Linked DNA regions of Sus scrofa: region 1 is linked to region 2. A link is a contact called in public Hi-C data. All regions are on one chromosome and are shown on one strand. The core of a region is the stretch at or near the end of the contact, and the rest is flanking DNA. Distances in the headings are between cores, read along the strand shown.

Region 1 (4,258 bases), core at 1,407-3,906, 230 kb after region 2:
CAGGCTAGGGGTCGAATCAGAGCTGTAGCCACCGGCCTATGCCAGAGCCACAGCAACACGGGATCCGAGCCGCATCTGCAACCTACACCACAGCTCACGGCAATGCCGGATCTTTAACCCACTGAGCAAGGACAGGGACCGAACCCGCAACCTCATGGTTCCTAGTCGGATTCGTTAACCACTGCGCCATGACGGGAACTCCAAAGATCCTACTATTATTTACTTGCCTCCTATGTATTTCAACTATATTTATATTGCTGTTTTCAGACATCTCATTAACTGATATAAGTTGAAATTTTAAAATATTTATTATGGATGCCTTAGTTTGTTTACTCGTATGGCACCTTGTTACACATTTAGGGTGGAACTGGTAATATTAAATTTGACATATGGAGTTCCCATCGTGGCGCAGTGGTTAACGAATCCAGCTAGGAACCATGAGGTTGTGGGTTCGGTCCCTGCCCTTGCTCAGTGGGTTAAAGATCCGGCATTGCCGTGAGCTGTGGTGTAGGTTGCAGATGTGGCTCGGATCCCGCGTTGCTGTGTGTCTGGCGTAGGCCGGTGGCTACAGCTCCGATTAGACCCCTAGCCTGGGAATCTCCATATGCCGTGGGAGTGGCCCAAAGAAATAGAAAAAAGGCCAAAAAATAAAAATAATAAAAAAAAATAAATTTGACATAGCGTTTGTTTTGCTTTAGGATAATAATTGCCAATTTTCCCCTCATGTACATGCAATATTGAGAATTGATGTATTTGAGGTAATTTTGTTCTGAATGTGGAACTCTGAGGGCATCATCACCATCTCTGAAGTATGAACTTGTGTATTTGAGGGCCCCTTTAACAAGTCTGAGAGGTTTGAGTTAGGGAAATGTTCATTAAGCCCAGGCCTTGGGGGAAAGGGTCAGTATAGACTATTGAGAGAAAACATTGAATAGAGGTCATGCAATCTCAGTGACATCAAAATAATTGGCAGAAAGTAGTCATAAAAAGAAGTTTTGGTGAAAATTTGAAATAGTGGGGAAGATGAATGTTTTTTCTTGTTTCCTATAATGAGCAGTTTAACTAAGAAGAATTTGATAACCACACTACTTCCAGTATAATTTCTTTTTTATTAGTTTATTTTTCCTGGTTATAAAAGTACTCAGTGTTCATTGTAGAAGAATGAGACGTTCCTAACCTAATTTCAAATAAAATGCTGAAATAAGCTTAAGAGAAAAATGAAATCAGACAAAAGTTAATAGATTTTAAGATGGTATCCTTTATACATCAAAGGAGTATTAGGAAGAAACCTTCTGATTTAAAGGGAAAGAATCAAAATTTGACTGCAACAGACCTTCCCTTCTGAAATCTCTCCTGGTTGGTATTGATTCTGTTTAGAAGTGAGAGGATAATAACCACAGGTGGTTGGGCTTGAAAACTAATTTGTGGTCATCAGCTTTCTGTCTGCATGTGATTCTGACAAGAACCTCTTCTTACTTTTTTCAGCTGTTCTGGACTGTCCTTTCCAGGCAGAAGGCAAGCAGAACTCTGCTTTCACAGCAGTGCCCCGTGTTAAGAGACTGCAGAGTCATCCACTTTGTGGGCACTTCAATGTTCTCTTTCAAAAGAACCATGCAGTCATTGCTTTCACAGTTGGGCCTGTCGATCTATGACCGCAAAACAGTGTGCTTTTCTTCTGAGCTATGCTATTTGATTGACCAATTTTATTTTTAAATCTACCCAGTGAACTAGATGTTGTAGAAGAAACAAAGCATTTTCTATCTAAGAAACACATGTATAATGTGATTATCTATATAGCAACAGGATGTGAGGAACAAAATTTATTTTCATTGAACTATGTATATAATAGGAAGTCTTATAAAAGACTAGGAATATGTGGAGGGTTTTTTAAATGCTATGTTTTTGGGACAGGTAGATATTTTGCTGAAGTCTTTCTTTCTGACACTTTATCTAATTGTGAGCTAATTGAAACTGAAACGATTTTCAGTCTAGAAGATGTCGTAATAAAAGGCTTTGACCAAACAGCATTTTTCACTGAAAATAGTGAGGTCTTTGTCTTTTTTTTTCCTTATGACCCATTTCTAAATTTTAGTGAAATACCGCTAATATACCTGTATTTGCAGTGAGATGTTATAGCTTAGTGTCAGAAGAGCAAGATTAAAAAAAAAAGAGGAATAATTCTTTGGGTAACAAATGCAAATGAACAAGTTTATTACATAATGAATGTTGCTTAAGAGAACATCAGGAGTGGATTGTTTCTGTGACTTTAATGGTTCATTCATCTTTGAAGCACTTTCAAGTAGTGAAACTATGACTTCTTTGTTTTGTGATCAAAATAAAACCCAAATTTGCAGGTGCAATTGAGTATGTAGTTAGACTTTGCTTTATCTCATAAATGAGAAGAGCTTCTAAGCATTTTCTTTTTTCCTTAAGGCGACTTTTGTATTGAAAGTTTAGAATAAAACAGTCTTGTGATGAAGTAGGAACAGTTTATATGATGAAAGTGTTCATTCTGGAGTACTTCTATAAGACTCTCACATAATCAGAAACTCTTAAACTAGAGCTCAGGCCCTGCTCTGGTCTGAATGTGGTTAAAACTACCCTAGAATACACATCAAGAGGTTGGGCCAGTAGTGGTTGATGATTTACCCTTTTCTAAATAAATGTTGAGAAAATACCATCAGTTGACCTGGGAACCAAAACTGGTCAGATTTCCAGCATGTCTAGATTGTGATCAATTTCCGGCTCTTTGTATTAAGGAAGAAGCTTTGGTGTTTTTGTTTACCTAAGTAGCTGGCTTCCTGTTTATAGAAGGCCTGTTTTTAAAGCCCTGACTTGTATCTGGCTAAAATTTATTTGGATGAAAAATAATGTGTACATAATGAATAATCTGTATGGCACAAACAAGATAATTGATGTCAGATGATTAGCTCTCAAATCAGCTTTTATAAATGTAGTAACAGAGAATAACTTTGGACTGCTAAATATAAACAGGCATATAAAGTAACAAAGACAAAAACAATTAAGCATCTATAAAACAGAGCAAGCAGGTCTTGGTGTAAAAAGCTGCAGAGCAATGGTTTATGGCATAATTATCTGATGATCATATTTTTCAAGTTTGTAGTGAGAAATATCTCACTTTTAAGTAGCTTATAAAGCTTGACTGCAATGTATAGGAATTTCAGAAAAGGTGATACTGTGCAGTTAGCTCATTGTCTATCCTGGCGATAAACTCTTCAAAATGGCCCTACAGGGTCTACTCTAGTAGGATAAGGCTTAAACTACATTTCACAGACAAAAAGGCTCTGTATAACTCGACCTCTGCTTTCTGATCGTAGCCTCCTTTTTCCAAGGTTTTCCCTAGCTAAACCCTACATTTTTCTTAAGAATCATTTCAGGAACCTACTCCCCTGGGAAATGTTCTCTTGTCTTTTTGCTAACATGATGCTCTTCAGCCATAGTGGTCATTACTAAAATTTCAGTATAGTAGCTGCATTATGTTGGGGGTCATAAAATCCTTGATTATTCCTTCCAGAATGTTCATGTCAGCAAGATAGTTAAGCTTTCTGGTAGTTTATTCTCAGAAGGAAGACATTAGAGAAAAGATAGATGAATACTACAGCTCTGAAAGACTCTTGTTAGCTGTGGAGCCCAAAGAAGGAGATTTGGGGCAGGAGAAGACAAACTAACCATCATTTCAAAGTTTCTTTTAGACATCATTGATCCAGCTTTTTCCCGTAGCGATCTTCCCAGCACTTAATGAAAACTTGATGAAGGTGGTAAAAAATTGGTAGCTTTCAGGTTTTTTTCCTAGGAATGGAGTATTTATCTTTGTGATCTCATGTGATCTAAGAAACTTCGGTTTCTTTGGGGGAAATCATAGGCCTATTTCCGTAAATTTTTCTTCTCAGTTTTAATGTTAAAAAATTTCCCTAACACTGTAGAATTCTTCTTAAACTCTCAATAATAGAGTCTGTTGCTCGCACTGTACCTATTTGAGTATTACAAACTTAGATAGGAAAAGATCTCTGGATTACTGCTTTAATATTCATTTAGTAGTTCAGGAGGCAATATATGTCCATGTCACTCCCATCTGCTTTTAGCTATTTAGCTATATCCTTTGACAGTACTACAAAATAAAACACTGATTCCCTGCACCCTTCTTCCTGCCCCTTGTTTTTGGAAAGGTTTAGAGGATGAAGGAGGGAGGGAGCAAGTGAAATTTTGGAGCAAGTTCAGTCAGTGAAGTCTTTTCCAG
Region 2 (4,179 bases), core at 1,208-3,707:
AGGCACTGTGGCAGTCTGAGAGGTAGGCAGGGCACCCCTCCCTCTCCAAGAAGTCTCGTCCCAATCCCCAAACCTGGGATTCTGTTCAACCTTGCTACCCTATGCGGTGAACGGGACTTGGTGGATGTGGTTAAAATGGGGAGATGAAAGAGAGAGACTCTTCTGGATGATCTGGGTGCCCCAATGTCATCACAAGGGCCCTTACAAATGGAGGAGGGAGGCAGACGTGTCAGAGGGGTTGTGACCATGGAAAAAGTCTGGGAGATAAGCAACACTGCTGGCTTCGAAGATGGAGAAAGGAGCCTATGAACCAAGGAATATGAAAGGCCTCTCAAAGCTGGAAGGCAAGGAAATGGACTCTATCCAAACTGCCAGAAAGGGACCCAGCTCTGCCCACACCTTGACATTAGCCCAGTGAGACCTGGGTCAGACACCTGACCTACAAACCCAAAAGGTCATAAATCTGTGTGTTTGTTTTTTGTTTTTTGTTTGTTTGCTTGTTTTTAGGGCTGCAACTACAGCATATGGAAATTCCCTAGCTAGGGGTCAAATCAGGGCTGCAGCTGCAGGTCTATACCACAGACACAGCAATGGCAGATCCCAGCCCTATCTTTGATCTACGCCGCAGCTTGCAGCAATGCTGGATCCTTAACCCACAAGAGCTGAGGCCAGAGATCGAACCCACATCTTCATGGATACCAGTCAGGTTTGTTAGCGCTGAACAATGACAGGAATTACCTGTGTTGTTTTAAGGCACAAAGTTTGTGTAATGTCTACAACAGAAAACTAATACACTGAGCTAAACTCAGTTACTTAATAGCTGGTACTATTATCACTATTTTTTGGCCTTGCCTGTGGCACCCAGAAGTTCCCAGGCCTGGGATGGAACCTGCACCACAGCAGTGACAACATGGGATCCGTAACCCGCTGAGCCACCCCGAAACTCTAAGGTGGGTAGTATTTTTAACCCTACTTTAGCAGAAGGGACTTGAGACTTAAAAACTGAGATCAATTAGCTTGCCTGGGGTCACACAGCTAAACTTTAGAGTTGGGTTTGCCTGTCTGATAGCAGCCTCACGATCACTGCCCTCAATCTGTAAGCACAATAGCAGGGACCTCTCAGCCCAGAATGTGCTCTGCAAATTTCTCCCTCCTTCACTCCCAGGGACATCTTCCTCCCACATATTGTTGTTTGAAATGGTTTACTTCAACTCTCTCCCTCTTCAACCAACCCTTGAATCAGTCTATCTTCTGTCTTCTACTTTCCACAAGCACCGTGATCATACTGAAGCAGAACAAACCCCTTGGATCAAAGGAATAGTCCAACTCATTTCTTGTTACCAGCCTCAGTCATGTCATGTCCCACTTGAAAACTTTCAGCTTCCAGACTGTAGTCAAGTAAAACCCAAGTTCCTTTTTAAGAATCTGACTTTAGGAATCCTCTAGGGAATTCCAGAAGATCCCATCTTAGTCTTCCATCTTGCACGACTGCTTCACAATGCTACCAGACCCACCCCAGCACAGTCTTCAGGCCTTTGTGGTGCCCTGTCTCATTTCAATACCCTTTGTTGTGCCAGGGTATTATTCAGACTGTGCATCTCTTGAAAACCATACCCACCCCTACTAAGTAGCACACCGGCCACAAAGTCTTAAAGAATTTTGCTGGTACCACTAATGGGCCCCTGCCTTGCCCTGCCCCATCTGGCCACAGAAACCAACATCCCAGCTGGGCTAAAGGAGGTAGTGCACCACTGTTGTCTCTTAGGTCAGACATTCTGGGTCCCAATCCCAGCCCTGTCACCTCCTAGCTTTGTGATCTAGGGCAATGTTCACATCTCTGGACTAAATTCCCCTACCTGAAAAATGAGGAAAATAATAGTAACCTCCTCATAGGGCTATTTCAGGACTGAATGGATTACTAGAGGTAGCTGGCAGAGCATCTGGTTTACAGATTCTTGATTTTTACTGTGGTTCCCTTCAAGAAGTGACTTCCTCCTTCGATCTTAGTCCACTTGGCTGACACATGTGATGAGTCTAATCATTACCTTCCCTTTTCCCTGAAGGCTGGACTTGTGACCTGTCCCACAGTGCCAAGCTACGCCACTGCTTTCACCGATGGATGTCAGCTCCCAACCCCGGTAATTCAACACAGAGATTACCATGAAGCGGTATCTCCTTCTATCGTCTTTCCCCTTTTCCCTCCTGACAACCCCCCACCCACTCCTCAAATCAGATCCTTAACCTATCTTCTAAAGCATGGTTTTATTCATCCACTTAAACACCATGATTTTAATAACTGACTGTAGACGAGTTAGTCCTTCTAGCACTGACTTCTCTAGCAAACAAACCCCCTGTCCAACGACTGCATCAATGAAAAAAGTCATCATGCTGTCATTGTTGTTACTGGTCTATGTCCTATTCACCTGTATACCTATATTCACCTGTACACCTATATCCTACACACAGGTATATGGCCTCGTTCTTGACAGCAAGGACTATGTAGCAATCATCTTTGACTCCTTCTGACCCAAACACAAAAACGGGCAATTTATCCTTGCTTATAATCATAATCATAAATGTCATTTCATTTTTCACAAGTTTTCAGTGACATTTCTTTACACTAGTGTTATCTTAAGACTAATTACTAGTCTCTTCCATACAATGTGTTTTAAAATATTAAAATAACCAACATAGCTACATTAATGGCTTTCAGTATCACCTTTAAAGAAATCACTATAACTGAAGCCTTCAGAGCCTCAACCTCAGTTGTATGAGATCACTGTGCTGCATTCAAACAGATTTCAGATAACTTTAAAAGACAACACAATACTACTGTTCTACTTCATATACTCGAATGCTTCTCCTTTAACCTTAGCTCACTGCTGAATTTAACTTACTCGATAATCTAGGACTGATTCAGGTCTACCTCATGCTTTTATGGGCCTGGAGCTCTCAGATGCTCTGCCATCTTCTATTTGGTTATGGTGAGTTCTGATCATCTCAGGTAAAAAGTGAAATTTTATCAGAGACGGAGGTGTTCTTTTTAATCTGATATTTTCAGGAATATTAAAGAACAAAATTGATTTCTTTTTCTTTTACAATCACTACAAGATAACCAGAAGATTTCTTTCAACCATCTGCCCTTCCATGTGAAATACATACAACCTTAGGACAGTGGTTTGGAACCCTGGCCATAATCACCTGTGGAATTCTTGAAAAATCAATCCCAGGCTCCACACCATAGGGGTCTCTGATGACCCCAAGTTTGAGTGTTGCTGACGTTTGCTGAGGAGCCAGGAAATAAGAAGCACAGCCTGACGTAACTTTCTTTCCTTCAAAAGAAAACACTATATTTCAAAGATCTACATAAATATAGATATATTAAAATATGTATATTGCATCCAATTAATCATTTAATCTAAAATCTCATGTAACCAACATATTATAAATCATTGTAATACATGTGTCTTGACAAATATAATTACAATAATCACTGTCAAATTTCTTTCCCCAAATGATCAGTCTTCATATTGGCAATTTTCTAAAACAAATAAATGTTCAGGTGTAAAAAAATTTTTGCACATCAAAAGTAATAATACAACATACCTTCTAAATACTTTTTAAACCTTGGTATCAGGCCAAACTGTTCCCTATCTGCCTGCTGCCAATTTAAAACTCACTTTGCTAGATTTGTCTACACAACAAATTCCTCTGCATTTTATTATTTTTGTGGGTGAGGTGCCCCAGACTGAGCACACCTCCGCCAGGAGAACAACGCCCCTCCCAGGCTGATGGAGGAGCTTTCTGCTGGGCCTGCAAAAAACAGTGAGGGACGAAAACGCCCTTGATTACTGTCAAATAACCTTGTCTTTCAGAGTAAAAATTTTAATCCCAATGGTTATTTAAAATCTATAGTCAGTTGTTAAGCCCTTTAGGACTCAAACAGCAGACACACATGATAAATCTCAGAGCTGACAGTCTGAGAGTGGCTTACCACCGCTAGCACTTCCAAACTCTAAAAAAATCAGTGGTATACCACTCTCTGGTAAGAAGCATCAAACCAAGTATAATATTAATTATATGGATGAGGAGGAAGGCTCTGAAAGATTTTCGCGCAAATAAATGCCATACTGTCATATACATTTAACAAGTTACCTTCTACCTCATTCTAACTTTTTT

What was found. A called contact is a pair of places that touch in the nucleus more often than the background predicts.
Region 1: a contact with region 2 is called in a Hi-C map of liver, with 3 times the contacts expected there. The contact joins two enhancer-like sites. A contact is called at or near these places in 1 of 5 promoter capture datasets (liver) and 2 of 47 Hi-C or Micro-C datasets (both in liver).

Annotation. Positions count from the first base shown.
Region 1 is chr5:54,181,610-54,185,867 of Sscrofa11.1, forward strand. No RefSeq gene overlaps it. Among named protein-coding and RNA genes, the nearest start is that of PLEKHA5, 170 kb to the left of the region's middle. Within about 2 kb of position 2,657, at least 7 of the 83 cell types and tissues checked have an H3K27ac peak or open chromatin away from gene starts, as enhancers often do. A contact at or near this core is called in liver, where this site is marked.
Region 2 is chr5:53,953,129-53,957,307 of Sscrofa11.1, forward strand. All of the region lies in intron 3 of PLEKHA5 (pleckstrin homology domain-containing family A member 5), which reads right to left. Among named protein-coding and RNA genes, the nearest start is that of PLEKHA5, 62 kb to the right of the region's middle. Within about 2 kb of position 2,458, at least 6 of the 83 cell types and tissues checked have an H3K27ac peak or open chromatin away from gene starts, as enhancers often do. A contact at or near this core is called in liver, where this site is marked.